2 separate regions of the Ovis aries genome follow, and region 2 is linked to region 1. Evidence: chromatin contacts called from public Hi-C data. All regions are on one chromosome and are shown on one strand. The core of a region is the stretch at or near the end of the contact, and the rest is flanking DNA. Distances in the headings are between cores, read along the strand shown.

What was found. Hi-C and Micro-C count contacts between places; a contact is called where the count stands out from the background.
Region 2: a contact with region 1 is called in a Hi-C map of tail adipose tissue, with 4 times the contacts expected there. The contact joins the enhancer-like site here to the promoter of ATF7IP in region 1. A contact is called at or near these places in 9 of 16 Hi-C or Micro-C datasets (blood, hypothalamus, liver and 3 more).

The regions. Positions count from the first base shown.
Region 1 is chr3:201,119,193-201,126,096 of ARS-UI_Ramb_v3.0, reverse strand. It overlaps ATF7IP (activating transcription factor 7 interacting protein), which reads left to right and starts at 3,691. Exons shown (of 15, transcript XM_060413383.1): 1 at 3,691-3,877.
Region 2 is chr3:201,200,121-201,207,024 of ARS-UI_Ramb_v3.0, reverse strand. No RefSeq gene overlaps it. Among named protein-coding and RNA genes, the nearest start is that of ATF7IP, 81 kb to the right of the region's middle. Within about 2 kb of position 4,459, at least 42 of the 54 cell types and tissues checked have an H3K27ac peak or open chromatin away from gene starts, as enhancers often do. A contact at or near this core is called in hypothalamus, liver and tail adipose tissue, where this site is marked.

The DNA.
Region 1 (6,904 bases), core at 2,442-4,941:
CAGATATGCAGATGACACCACCCTTATGGCAGAAAGCAAAGAGGAACTAAAAAGCCTCTTGATGAAAGTGAAAGTGGAGAATGAAAAAGTTGGCTTAAAGCTCAACATTCAGAAAACGAAGATCATGGCATCCGATCCCATCACTTCATGGGAAACAGATGGGGAAACAGTGGAAACAGTGTCAAACTTTATTTTTCTGGGCTCCAAAATCACTGCAGATGGTGATTGCAGCCATGAAATTAAAAGATGCTTACTCCTTGGAAGAAGAGTTATGACCAACCTAAATAGCATATTCAAAAGCAGAGACATTACTTTGCCAACTAAGGTCCGTCTAGTCAAGGCTATGATTTTTCCTATGGTCATGTATGGATGTGAGAGTTGGACTGTGAAGAAAGCTGAGTGCCGAAGAATGGATGCTTTTGAACTGTGGTGTAGGAGAAGACTCTTGAGAGTCCCTTGGACTGCAAGGAGATCCATCCAGTGCATTCTGAAGGAGATCAACCCTGGGATTTCTTTGGAAGGAACTGATGCTAAAGCTGAAACTCCAGCACTTTGGCCACTCAAGTGAAGAGTTGACTCATCGGAAAATACTTTGATGCTGGGAGGGATTGGGGGCAGGAGGAGAAGGGGACAACAGAGGATGAGATGACTGAATGGCATCACGGACTCGATGGATGTGAGTCTGAGTGAACTCCGGGAGTTGGTAATGGACAGGGAGGCCTGGCTTGCTGCGATTCGTGGGGTCGCAAAGAGTCGGACACAACTGAGTGACTGAAATGAACTGAATCTTTGTAAAAACATTACCAGATAAGGGAAATTTTTACCATGCCCATTTCCTTTTTCTGAAACCATTTGGCTAGAGAAATTTAGAACATGTAGTAAGAAGCTGAGCATGCATGTGTGCTTAGTTGCTCAGTTCAGTTCAGTCCCTCAGTTGTGTCAGACTCTTTGTGACCCCATGGACTGCAGCACATCAGGCTTCCCTATCCATCACCAACTCCCAGATCTTGCTCAAACTTATGTCCATCGAGTTGGTGATGCTTAGTTGTGTCCAACTCTTTGCAAAGCCATGGGCTGCCACACACCTGGCTCCTCTGTCCATGGGGATTATCCAGGCAAGAAAACTGGAGTGGGCTGCCATACCCTCCTCCAGGGGATCTATTCAACCCAGAGATCAAAGCAGGGTCTCCTGCATTGCAGGCAGAGACAAGATTTTAATTCAGGTAGTGTATCTTCAGAGCTCATTTTTATAAGCACTAAATTAGACTGTTTCTAACAGTACTTAGAAACTCTAGCTTTCCTCTTTAACTGTTCCTTTCTCAAGTTTATATTGTTTTTCAAAAGTTTTATTTTCCTCGTTCAATTGCTGCTCAATTTCTTCATTTTAAAATGTTTACTATTTTAGGTTTTTGTCTTTTTGTTTTTTGGAATTTTCTCTGTGACGTTGCTTTACTCCACTTTTTTTCTAGAAGAGTATTCAGTCTGTATGTATAAATAAGCCCATCACGGAGGGTAAAATATATAAATCCTTCAGTACTTACTGGTAAGTAGCTGCCCTACACCAAATATCCCTCCTACCAGCCAATCTGTCTCAATGCTCAGCTGAAGAATCCCTGGACCTCTCCAGAAACCTACAACTAGAAGATTCAGTTCAGGTCAGTTCAGTTCAGTCACTCAGTGGTGTCCGACTCTTTGCGACCCCATGAATCGCAGCATGCCAGGCCTTCCTGTCCATCACCATCTCCCGGAGTCCACTCAAACTCATGTCCATCGAGTTGGTAATGCTATCCAGACATCTCATCCTCTGTCGTCAACATCTGGTAAATTAGGGGTCTTCAAACCTTCTTCTATTCTAATTGGTCAGTGCCTGGTACCACAAGGATTGATAAATATTCTAAGTATCATCCTATTATAAATTTAAGCCACACCTTTTCCTCTTTACAGTGCCTTTGCATTTCTGTTTTACCTAACTTGAATCTTCTTTCTTTTGTACCTATTCTGACAGCCACTTTAAGTTCTACATTATGAGTCAGATCAAGTATCACCTGTTCTGTGAAGTTTTCCTACATTCCACAAGAAGATTTATGTTCTCTTGTTTTATATTTCTTTTATTTTTAGTATATAACCTCATGATTGTAATGATCTCATAATGGGAATCTGTATATATGACTCCTTCCTGATTAGAGGCAGTGTCATTTCCTCTGGGCATCTCTAGTGCTTCGGAAAGTGTGTGAATAAAGAATAAACGATGTACTTGTTGATTGAAACAATGAATGATTGGTTAGATTAATCAGCAGGTAGAATAGCTAAAGCGCCCATAAACATGTCATTGAGGATATATGGGGGAAGATTAAAATACAATAAAACTAAGTGGAGTTTTGGGGTGGCAAGTCTAGAATATGAGCAAGAAAGAAAATTGCCCAATTGGTGAGTTCATGTTCAAGTATTTGTCATTAGCCAAGACAATTAAGAATGAACTATTATGAAAATTATTCCTTTTTGGTTGCTTATAGAAGACAAAGAGAAAGCTAATGAACTCTACTATACCAACCTCATTTCTTATTATAGAATTTTAAATATTGATAGATTTGTAATTTGCTGAGCATCTATTTTATAATTGAGCACTATGTGTTAAATTATAATACATAATTTGTTATAATTGAGCCTCTATTTGTAATATATTGAGCACTAGTGTACTATATTCTGTGCTAAGGACAGAATCAAATTATAGAAATAAATATTAACCACCCCACATTAATTTCTAATTATTTACAAAAACTTCCTGTTAACTTTTTTGTCTTCTCCACTGTAGTAGAGATTTCTTAAAGACAGGCAAAGTAATATAGGTCTGGAACACACTCATTGCTAAATAAATACTGAATGAATAGATTAAGCATCACGGTTTACTAATGATATTAAAAAAAAAAAACCTCACTATCCATTTGTCAGTCTGCTTTTGCTTTGCAGAACACATTTACATTTATCCAATCATTTAGCCTCCTCAACTGATTTGAATTACAGTTATTATCATTTTGGAGATGAGAAAACTGACTAACACTTATTCCAAGTAACAAGCAAGTAAGCAGGAGTAACTGGACGTAAGCCCAGATTCTTCAAAAAACACGAGCAGCTTTTTTTTTTTTTTTTAATTGCACTCTGTGGCCTTCATGAGGGTTTGGCTCACAGTAAAAAACTAAGTAACAGGGATACAACAGGTTGAAAGGTACAACTGGAAGCGCTTGTTCTGGCAGAGAACAACTGAAAAAAAAGATGTTTGCGCCATTCTCTCGTGACTTACACAGTTTAAAGTATATTTTCCGAGTTTTTAATATACACGATAAAGTAACATGCTATAGTCTTTTTCGAAAACCTTGCCCTAGCTCTTTTAACTTTCACCCACCTATTTCCTTCCTTCTTTACTGAGGCTCATAGAGGGCGCTCACAAAGTGCTACTCACCGGTTGAGCGATGCGCCACTCAAAAAACACACCTCACTGCAACTAAAGGGCGCAGCGCCACCACCTCAGACTAGCTTCTCTTTTCCACGGCAGGAGGCGGGGCCAATATTTCTCATTCAAATAAAAACCCTGGAGATTTGCATGGGGAACAGCTAATCCGGGAGCCTATTGGCTGAAAGCACGGCGGGCGTGGCCAATATTACGACCACGGAGCCCCGCCTACAATAATTTGCATAACGGCCCCGGCGCGTGCAAGGGAGAAGCGGGTTTGTTTTTGAATCTGCGGAGGCGGCGGCGGAGGCAGCGGCGGCGCGGCGAGTGGGGAGCGCGAGACTGAGGCGGCAGCGGTGGGGACGGCTGCGCGGGACGACTCTGTAGGACGGAACTTGGTTCCTCCTGCCTCATCTCCCGCCCCGAAAGGTATATGTGAGTCCCAGGGGCTGTTATAACCACATTTTGTTAAATTACTATTGTATTTCTTAAGAGTCAAGACCGCATTATGGCGGCTGCGGGAGTTGTGTTTGCGCCTGCGCGGTTGCGGAGCTGCGGGCGGGCGCTGCATGGGAGCACGTGATCTTGCGGGGTCGGGCTCTAGCTGCAGTTGTGCAGCTGGCGGGGCGGTGGCTGCGCAAGCGCAATATTCATTTTCAAGATCTAATGTTCTTGGACGCCATTCGGGTTCTAGATTTAATTTTTTTTCATTCTTGAGGGGTTTCGTTTTGTTACACGGGAATTTCTATATTTTTCAAAGAAAACGTTTCTCTTATGCTGTATTCCTGTAGCGACCTGAGAGTTTTTTTGTGTGTGTGTATTTCTCCTATTTTCTGAGAAGCTGTGGACTTAATTTTGTGTAAAAATGATTGTCCATTTGTGGTTCTCGATTTTAATTTCACTTTAAGTGTATTGCTGGATTCACGTTTATATTTAGGGAGCTAAAGATCAGCACCTAGTGGTGTTCTCACGGGAAGTGCAATTATTTGAACTGCATATTTGCAAATACATTTTTAACCCTATCCTTACCAGTTCTATTATGGAATGTTTTCAAAATAGGAACAGTTTGAGGTTTGGAAATATGAGAGGGAGGGGACATTGAAAGAATCTATATAATGTTTTAAAAAGAAATCTTAATCTCCTTAAGTGTTTATATTTTTTTAAATAATTGGATCTTCAGTCGGTGGAGTTTTAATCAGTGGTGTGCCTCTGACCTTGCTTGCATTTTTTCTATTTTTGATTGCATGTCTAGTACTGCTTCAGTTAGATTATATTTGTTACTTTGACTTTTAAAATTGTAATGATATGTAAAATATAACTCAAACTCGGTAAATTTTCCTGATAAAGAATTCTACAAAGAACTCCCAACTACCCTGAGGCCTTTATGAGGAGATTGTGAATCATCAATAAATCAGTTGATTAAAAAAACAGCCTGCTATATATAAATGTGTGTAAGATACAGTTTGTGTTTGGTTTTTAAAGTTGTCTGTTCCTGGTTTTAGTTTCTTAAAGTATCCTGATTATTTTAGTTTAAAATGGTAGTGTCACTATATTTAAATCTTAGGTAAGCCTTTGGGAGAAGTTTTATACGATTTAATAGAATTCTACCATTGTGCAAATTATTTCTTACTGGCCTGAAAACTTGTAAATGGTTGTCATAAATGTCATCTTTGTCTTGTATATGCAACAACTGTTTTCTTGGTTATGTAACTCTTAAATTAGTCACTTGTCAAATGAAGAAGTGGCTGTCGCTTTATAATCTTCGTTGGTTTAGGGACTTTATTGCCTACAGGTACTGTTAATAAGATTTAAATAGATGTAGTTGAAAGGAATACTTTTGGTTGATGGGTTTTTTAAAAAATGACATCACACAGGGCATAGAATGCAGTGATAGAAATAATTCTTTTTTTCTGAACAGAGTACTTGTTGTTGTGATATAATTTTTGAACCTCCAAGTCTTTTACACAGAAATATATTTAGAGGGCAGTTGTGTGATTTTTTTTTCCCCCCTTTTATGCTTCCAGGTTGATTACCCAGCACACCCCTTCCATCTCCAGATATAATTTCAAATATTTAAGAGTTGAAACATGTTTTTTTCTGTGTCTGTGTATGCGTACATAGTTAGGTTAAGAAAAGAACTTCTGTCTAGAACATGTTTCATTCTGCACTTCTCAGAAAAGTGAAATATTTTGTTTTATATATTTAAACTTATGTTTTCATTTGCATATACAAATGATTGCCTCAGGTTAATGTTGAAGCTTACAAGAGGCACTTGACAACACTGAAGAACATAACGAACTAGGTAAATATGTATTGGTAAGACAGTTTTGCTGTTTTGTAGTGATGGGCACATTGGTTAGAAAGGCAAGTATAGTTCTATAAACTTAAACTAAGAATAATGTACTGTTTGAACGTCTAATATTTTTTGTTCATTAGTACTCTGAATAACAGGCATGATTTGGAATTTAAGTTACTATTAAGATTGAATAAATACTGAATTAATTCTGTTACTGGGAGTCAATTAAAATCCTTTTAGATTTGTACATTTTAAACAAAAAATTCAGGAAAAAAAGATTTGAATACTTAAGCCAAAGCCATTAAAGTTTTTTTCTTTAAATTGTGATTTTAATATTGATATTTAAAACTTTTTACTTGTTTTAGCACGTTTAGAAGGTGTCAAAAGTTAATTAGAAATAAACACACTAAATGTTTTTGTGACTTTCCTATTTATTGATTGATCAATTAGTTTATCTTTTGGATCATAATTTCATTCCTGCCCCTTAACCTAAGCACATGCGTACACACATACTGCCGTATTGTGGCTATTTACTTTCCTGGTGGCTCAGTGGAAAAGAATCCGCTTGCAATGCAGGAGATGTATAGGAGACATGGGTTTGATCCCTGAGTCGGGAAGATCCCATGGAGGAGGAAACACATTCCAGTATTCTTGCCAGGGAAATTCCATAGAAAGAGAAGCCTGGCAGGCTACAGTCCATGGGATTGCAAAGAGTTGGACACAACTGAGCATGCACACACAACCTATTGTTATATTGTGGATATTTATCCATTTCATTGTTCTTTAGAAGTATGTTTTTCAAAAATGATTGCATGATATTCATTTTGTGAAAATATCCTAAATTATCAAATGTTCTTGAAACACATTTTTAAACAGCCACAAAATACCAGTGTTTTTAATAAGAATGTACTAAGACTTTCCTTATTGAATATTTTGTTCATTTTGCGTTTCTCTATTATAAATAAAGTTACAGTGAATATGTTGTACATGAATCAGAGTCTGTATCTTATTTCTTTGAAATTGCTGTTTCAAAGGGCTTTTAAAATAATTTACAAAATAGATAAAAACTTAGTTTTTTTGAAAAGCATTTCCCACGCCACCATGATTTTGGTGGTTGAGAAACAGCAGCTTATTTACTTTTTTTCCTGGTAACTAGTGAA
Region 2 (6,904 bases), core at 3,210-5,709, 80 kb before region 1:
TCTAGTTCAAAGAAAACTGCTAAGGGGAAGAAGAAGAAAATAAAAAACCTCAATTTCCTCTTCCTTGATAGTAAAAGCATAAGTTTCCTTTGAAATTATATTCTCTGTGTTTACAGCATAACACTACATATTGTGACCTTTTAGAATAGCGCTGTTCAAAGACCATAATGGTATGTTGCACTTTTGCAACTACAGACATTTAAGTGATACTTCTAGAATTTTTATTTTAAGCCAAACAAAATAAAGCAAAGATTGTGTTCTCTTGAGCTTTGTCAAGGTACTTCTTCATGGAGAAGCCAAAATTCCCTATGAGAAAACAATAGGAAAGATAACATTTCATTCAAAGAGAGAAAATGATGGCTAGCACAGGTTAACTAAATCATGCAAATACATATATATATAGAGAGAGAGATAATAGCACATTGAAGACAGGAAATCAGGGCTGTCTCTACTGTTCTCAAGGAGGGTTGTGGGGGAGATTAGGCAGCTAATGACAACCTAGGTTATTTCTCCCATCTTGGTTCAGGGTGGGATTTTTATGGGGATGGACACCAGCAATAGCTTGCTACTCATAATCCAGAGAGGGAAACAGAGAGCTGGAACCAGAAACAAGTAGGGAGGGGATCAAGAGGGAAAACAGCGACGAAGAATAATTAAAGGAGTGAGTGCTGACTAACTTTCCTCTGTACTGGCTTTGCCAGGGGCGAACAAGAGCTTGCTCCTTTGTGTGCTCTGGCAGAAAAGCAGCGCATTCCATTTAGTTAAGTCTCTGCAAGTGGAGCTTGTGTTACTGAATTGCAGAAAAATGAGGTGGGGGTAGGAGTGAAATTAATAAAAGGGATCATTTTTCCTTTCTTTTCAAAAATGTTAAGAGGAAGGAAATAGAACACAATACAGAAAACCATTATTCCTTCATGGATTAGTTAGAAGAGCCAATTCCATCCAGTTCTACTTCCATCCAGCCTTACAGTACAAATGGGTCAAGCTCTTTGACCTTCCATTTCCTCAACGAAAAAGTAAGGGATTGTGCTGGTTCCAAATTTCTAGGGTTTTGTATTAAGGAAGTAATGGCTTTGTGTTTTCATAGAAATAAGGGAGGAGATAAGAAACTAACATTTAGCAATAATCACCTTGTGCCAGGTAAATGAGACTTGGGTTTTATATACCTAGACTCAGAACCCAAACAGCCCAGGTTTGTTTATGTGTTCTGCCTCCCAACTAGCTGTGTTACCTTGGAGAAGTTACCTAACCTCTCTGTGTTGTCAATGTCCTCAGCAGTAAAACAGACACAATGATATCTACACCCAAAGTGTTGCTAGGATTAAATGACTCTATCTATCTATCTAGTCATATATTGATGAAGAATACTACACAGATGTAGTGTTATGTATAGAGAATAGTAACTGGCGTAAAGTAATTGCTCTACAAAAGCTATTAAAATGATTATTACAGCACTAAAAAGTGGACATTCACTCCATGCAGATGAAAAAGAAAATGGATAAGAAAACCAAAACTTCAGAGCTTTGAGCTTTTCTGACTTCCAGTAGTTTTAGTCTCTTAACTACTACCTTATACCAGTTAAAAAAGGGTAAAAGTCACAGCATCTTGTAGGCAGCTAGGGAAATTCTACCAGTTACACAACCATCAGTCAATCAAAACCATTCAATGAATACAGAATAAACCACAGGTCACAAAAGTCCCTAGCACAGCTTTTGGAAGAGTGTAATAATAGTTAATTTGCCTAGGTAAAGAAATGCCCCCAAGGGATTACTCTTGTTTTGGGCTGAAGTCCAAAGAAAAGACTGACATCTAATCTAAAGGTTCTCAGAAATGCAAATTGCCTACTTCAAATTCCAGGGAATTTAAATCTCTGCATGGAGGAGTCTTTCTCTCGACTGGAGGAAGAGATTTTTTTTGAAGAATTGGTAGACCCTTTCCCCATCACAGGGAAGGTTTTGATGGGGGTGGGGGGTGCAGGGAAGGGAGCACCAAGTAGAGAACTCCAGGTTCAGAAATCAAAAAAGGAAGGGGAACATGATGGGGAGAGATGTTTCAGAATAAAATCAGATACCGCAGAAGAGAAAACACAGACTGTAAGAAACTGATGATTAGTCTGTTTCTCTCTTTTTTTTAGGCGGCTTAAAATTCGAGGAACTGTAACAATTCCATTACACTCAGTAGCTCTCACACTATGAGAAAAGGAGCCCTAAAACAAATCAATAGTTTCTGAGAGTGTCCAAGAGAGAAAAAACACAAGCTAACTCTTGAAAAACTTACAAGGTATAAAAGAAGAAAAGTAGTCCAGAAAGTACTGGACTGGAGCTACAAACAGGGTATTTGAGATTAACTTATCTGTTCAACAAATATTTATTCCTTGTTATTTTATTTATTTATTTATTTTTGGCCAGGTACTCTTCCAAAAGCTGATTATATAGTTCTGATCAGATAGGCATGGCCCGTAGGGGATTTAGAAAGCTAATGAAGGAGAAAAAGAATATTCAAGAAAACAAATATACACAATCGTAAGTTAGAGTGATCCTATAACAAAAAAAGAGAGGATGTCATATGAGAAGATAACAAGGAATATATTTTTATATAAGGAATCTACTTTTAACGAAGTATAAGATATCTAGTTTTAACCAGGCAGGCAGGCTTCTCTGAAGAGGTGGCATATAAGAAAAGGCTTGATAGGTGAGGCTTAACCATGAACAGGAGGAACTGGAGGAGGGAGAAGCATTTTAAGCATGTGAAACAGAAGGTGTGAAGATCCTAAAGTAAGAGATATCTACCAAAGAAAAGGCTGATCTGATCTCCTATACAGCAATATACTGTTTTTCTTTCCACAACAACCAGCTAAAATTTGTAAATCTCATAAGTTCAATGTCTCGATTCACCTTTTTTATGTAAGTTTTTCTTTCTCGGGGTAGTGAATCACTAGACAAAGCCAGCCGTCTTTTAGTGCATTTTAAAAGTAGCTTTTCCAGATCTACTGTTATCATTGGCTTTTTTCCAGGGCTTTATGCTCTACTGAAACTAAACACTTAAATGAGCAATTTAACTCGGGTTTTTAGCCTAGGAAAAATGACGTTTTTGATTCTGTTTTGAGATGTAGGGCTGAATTTTAAGTTGCTCAGTTATAATTAATCCTTTGTAACACCGCAGAAGCAAAACATCTGTGATCCTTGTTCAGTAAAAGAGCCCTGTACAAACCACGTAAGACAAAATGCACACGAAACAAGGCATTGAGGAAGATTCTGAGTAAAGCAGCCCAGTGTTTGTGCTTCGACATATAATTGAGACAGGCTCAAAAGGCCTTGCGACATCGTGACACACTGCTCACTTTGGCCAGCAGAGGGAGACCAGAGAGTCGTCAAGCACCTAATGGAGCCACACCCCGAATATGGTTGCTTATTATCTCTCTTCTGATATTTTAAAACCACAAGAAGAAAATGAAAAATTCTTGTCCAGAAAACGCTTAAATTTTAAGACTGAGGTAAAATCCACATAACAGAAAATTAGCCATTTTAGAGTGTACATCTATTACCTCCACAGTATTGCATAATCAGCCCCTTCTCTCGTTCCAAAACATAAGAAATGCTTACATTTCATACAAAGAAAACTTACAAAAGCCCAGCCCTGTCCTCTCCTCATTCCGTCACATTCTGAGTTTTGCCTCCACCTGCATTACGTTAGAAATGGTTCCCGCGCATTCTCCGAACAGCCTTCTCCACTAAACAATTCACAAAATCTGATCCAGGGTTAAAATTACATGTTCAAAAACCAAAACCATCTCAAATCTTCAGTTTTTTCTCTGGGAATCGTGAGGTTACAACAGCCAGTACAAGTAACTGTTTAAAAATTCTGTACATATTATGTTTTGTCCTTTCTCAACAAAGAAATGAATAAATTATGTTTATTTACACAGTTACAAAACAAATTAACAATGTAATACACCAACACCTTTCAGTCTTTTATGTGAAATTTAAAGTTCTTTCCATCTAGAGTGAAATTTTAAGATATTTCTAGGTTAGAACGAGAGCCAAGATTTTAAGGGCACCATGTCAATTGGTTAGATAACAAATTTGGAAAAAAAAAGAAAACAGTTAATGTCGCAAAAGCTTAAGGTTTACAACCTAAATCCACTATTTTATTAAAGAATTTAATCTATTGCATGGGGCCTTGGCCCAGGGAAGGGTAAAAAAATGCCAAACTGGAGAGGCAGGGGGAGGGGAATTGCTGGTGGTGACTCTGGGAAAACAGGAGGGAGGGAAACTGAAGAGCAAATGAGGCCGGATCCGCCCTAACAAAGAGGCAGAAACTGTGTCTCAACAGCCACCAAATCCAGTTCAGGGCGGTTTGAGCCAGTTTCTGAGCTGGATTGAGAACAACAGCCTCGGCTGAGACTTGACGAGGGTGAAACAGAAAATACAAAATGGACTTCGCAGTGAGAAGTGGAATTGGCTTGGACTCGCAGGAGCCTAAAGCTGTTTCCTGGAGTAGCAAAGTCAGATAAAATATAAGGCCTGGAGCCGGAACAGCGGCCTACTAAATAAGGAAAAACGACAGAGCACTGCCTTTGTGCCTGAATCCAGTCCGCATTTTCCCTCATACTTCCCCTAATTGTGGCTGGTGAGGGAAAAGGGCCTCAGGGTATCAGTTTTCAGAGAAAGCTGGCTGCGGTGTGGGGGGAGGGGAGGATTGTGTGTAGGGTGGTTTAATGTGTATCCCGGGGGGTTGGGGGTGTAGAATGTGTGAGAGTCTGAAGGAAAGGGAACAACACTTCACACCCTGCAGTTCACACCGCCTCTCTGCACCTCTGCTGCATTATTGCACAACCTCAACATACACCGCACAAAGGTGTCTTGGGAGCGCGCTACACTCTGGATACTTGCACATGTAATTACCAGGCTCCTTCGGCTCTATGCATTAATGACAATACACGAATCAGGACTGTCCACATGCTCTTCTCAATTCGTGCCCTAAAATACATACAAGCCGTACATACGCTCTCAACCAAGGGACACAGCAGTATTAGGTAACAGTGGAATGATAATCCTATCCTCGCTTCCCCTCCCCCAGGTGCCAGAACCTCGGACATCTGATCAGTCCCACCCTGAAGTGGCTCCTCTCAGAGTCCAACAGTCTGAGCTGTGGCCCACAGCTGTCCATGGTGTGCACATCCTGCGGCCAGGTTGGGCTCAGAGCCTTCCTGGACCACTTACATCTCTTGATCCCCCCTAAACGCCAAAGGCTACCTAGGAATTCTAGCCAAAGTCCGGATTTAGCGAGGTGTGAGGTGTGGGGGAGGGGAAGAGCAAACTTGGGGGTGGGGTGCTAAATTCCCTGTCCCCTGAGTATCCCAAAGATGTTTAGACTCTTCCAGAGGCACTAGATAAGTGGCTCCAGACCCCAAGGCTTGTTTGAGTTGGAAGGCAGCCCTGGTGTGGAGAGGACTGTGGGGACCCCTGTGAGTGTACAGATCTCTCTCTCTCTCACACACACACACACACACACACACACACACACACACACACACACACACACACACAAAGACATTCAATTAAAACCGGGTCTGTAGAGTTTCCAAATACCCTGAGAAATTGGGGGAGGGGAGAGGGAGAAGGTCAAACTAAAAGACGTCACCGTGCTATTTTTATCTTTATACCATAAATGCATGCATGGGTGGACCATTGAAACACATTCACTTTGCATTATTTATGTTCTCCAATCTTCCATAAATGAAGCTTGTTACTAGCATGCCCTAGTTGACGCTATTACACAAATAGATAACTTACGCAGCCCTTCTATATTCATTTCATTAACTATTAGATTGGGGCTGATACAGATTCTGCCAGAAGGTTTTTGTTCGGGTTTTTTCTATTTGTTTTTTAGTAGGGGCAGTGTTTCTCCCCACAGGAACAAGCAGAAGGCTACAGAGGAGATGAAGGTAATAGAAGTAAACAGAATCATAATACCGAGAGCTTGCTATAAAGCTAGACACAATAACAACTACTTCATATATTAAAGTATGTTATTCAGTATTCACATATACCTCTGAGTTAGACATTATTGTTCCCATTCTAGAGATGAGGAAAATGGAGCTTGGAAAGATTGTTTCATCAAATTCATCAAATTAAGTGGCAGACCAAGATTCTGGTCGAGTCCTTGTTTTTAACCCCCTGTTAAACTGCCACCTCGCTGGCAAATAGTCATAGACTTTTTTTCAGATCCCATTGTGTGTCTGCCTACTTTGGGCTAGGAGGTAAGATGGTAAAGGTGAGAGGGGAGGATTGCTTCAGCGATGAGGACGTGGTTCCTGCCTTCAACAAGCTTTCAATCTAAAGGCTGTTTTTTTCAAGGACAATTCAGGACTACCGTACAAGGAATTATTTTTTTTCTGCCTCTGGGTCTCAGAGGCCATCTGGGAATTATAGTTTGGAATTTCCCTGCCATTTCCGTGCTGTGTGGGAGGAATGTTTGAAGTCAGGACAACCCTGGTACAAGCAGGCAGCATGGGCAGGCCGGGTGGAGAGGGGCAGGCCGAGGCCGCTGGGGAGCCGTAGCCATGGCAACCCAGCCTGCTTTCCAGAACAATGTCTCCAACCAGGAAAACGGCTCCAGAGAGCTTTCTCTCCATAATCCCTGCGGCCCGTTGGGCCAAGGAATGCACCAAGGGGATCCTTTCTTTGTAGAGAAACGACTCTTTACAAGACCCAGAACAAAGGAAGACATTTGTTGTATAGGGTCTGTATTTGTTTGGAATAAAATCAACAACGCGAAGTTACTTAGTTCCTCTTCACTGTTCAGAGGAAACGAACACAGCTTTGTTACACAAGCTTCCTATTTGGGGATAATATTTAACTTTTGTTTCATCCCCATTTTACAGATGGGAGAGTAGTAATCA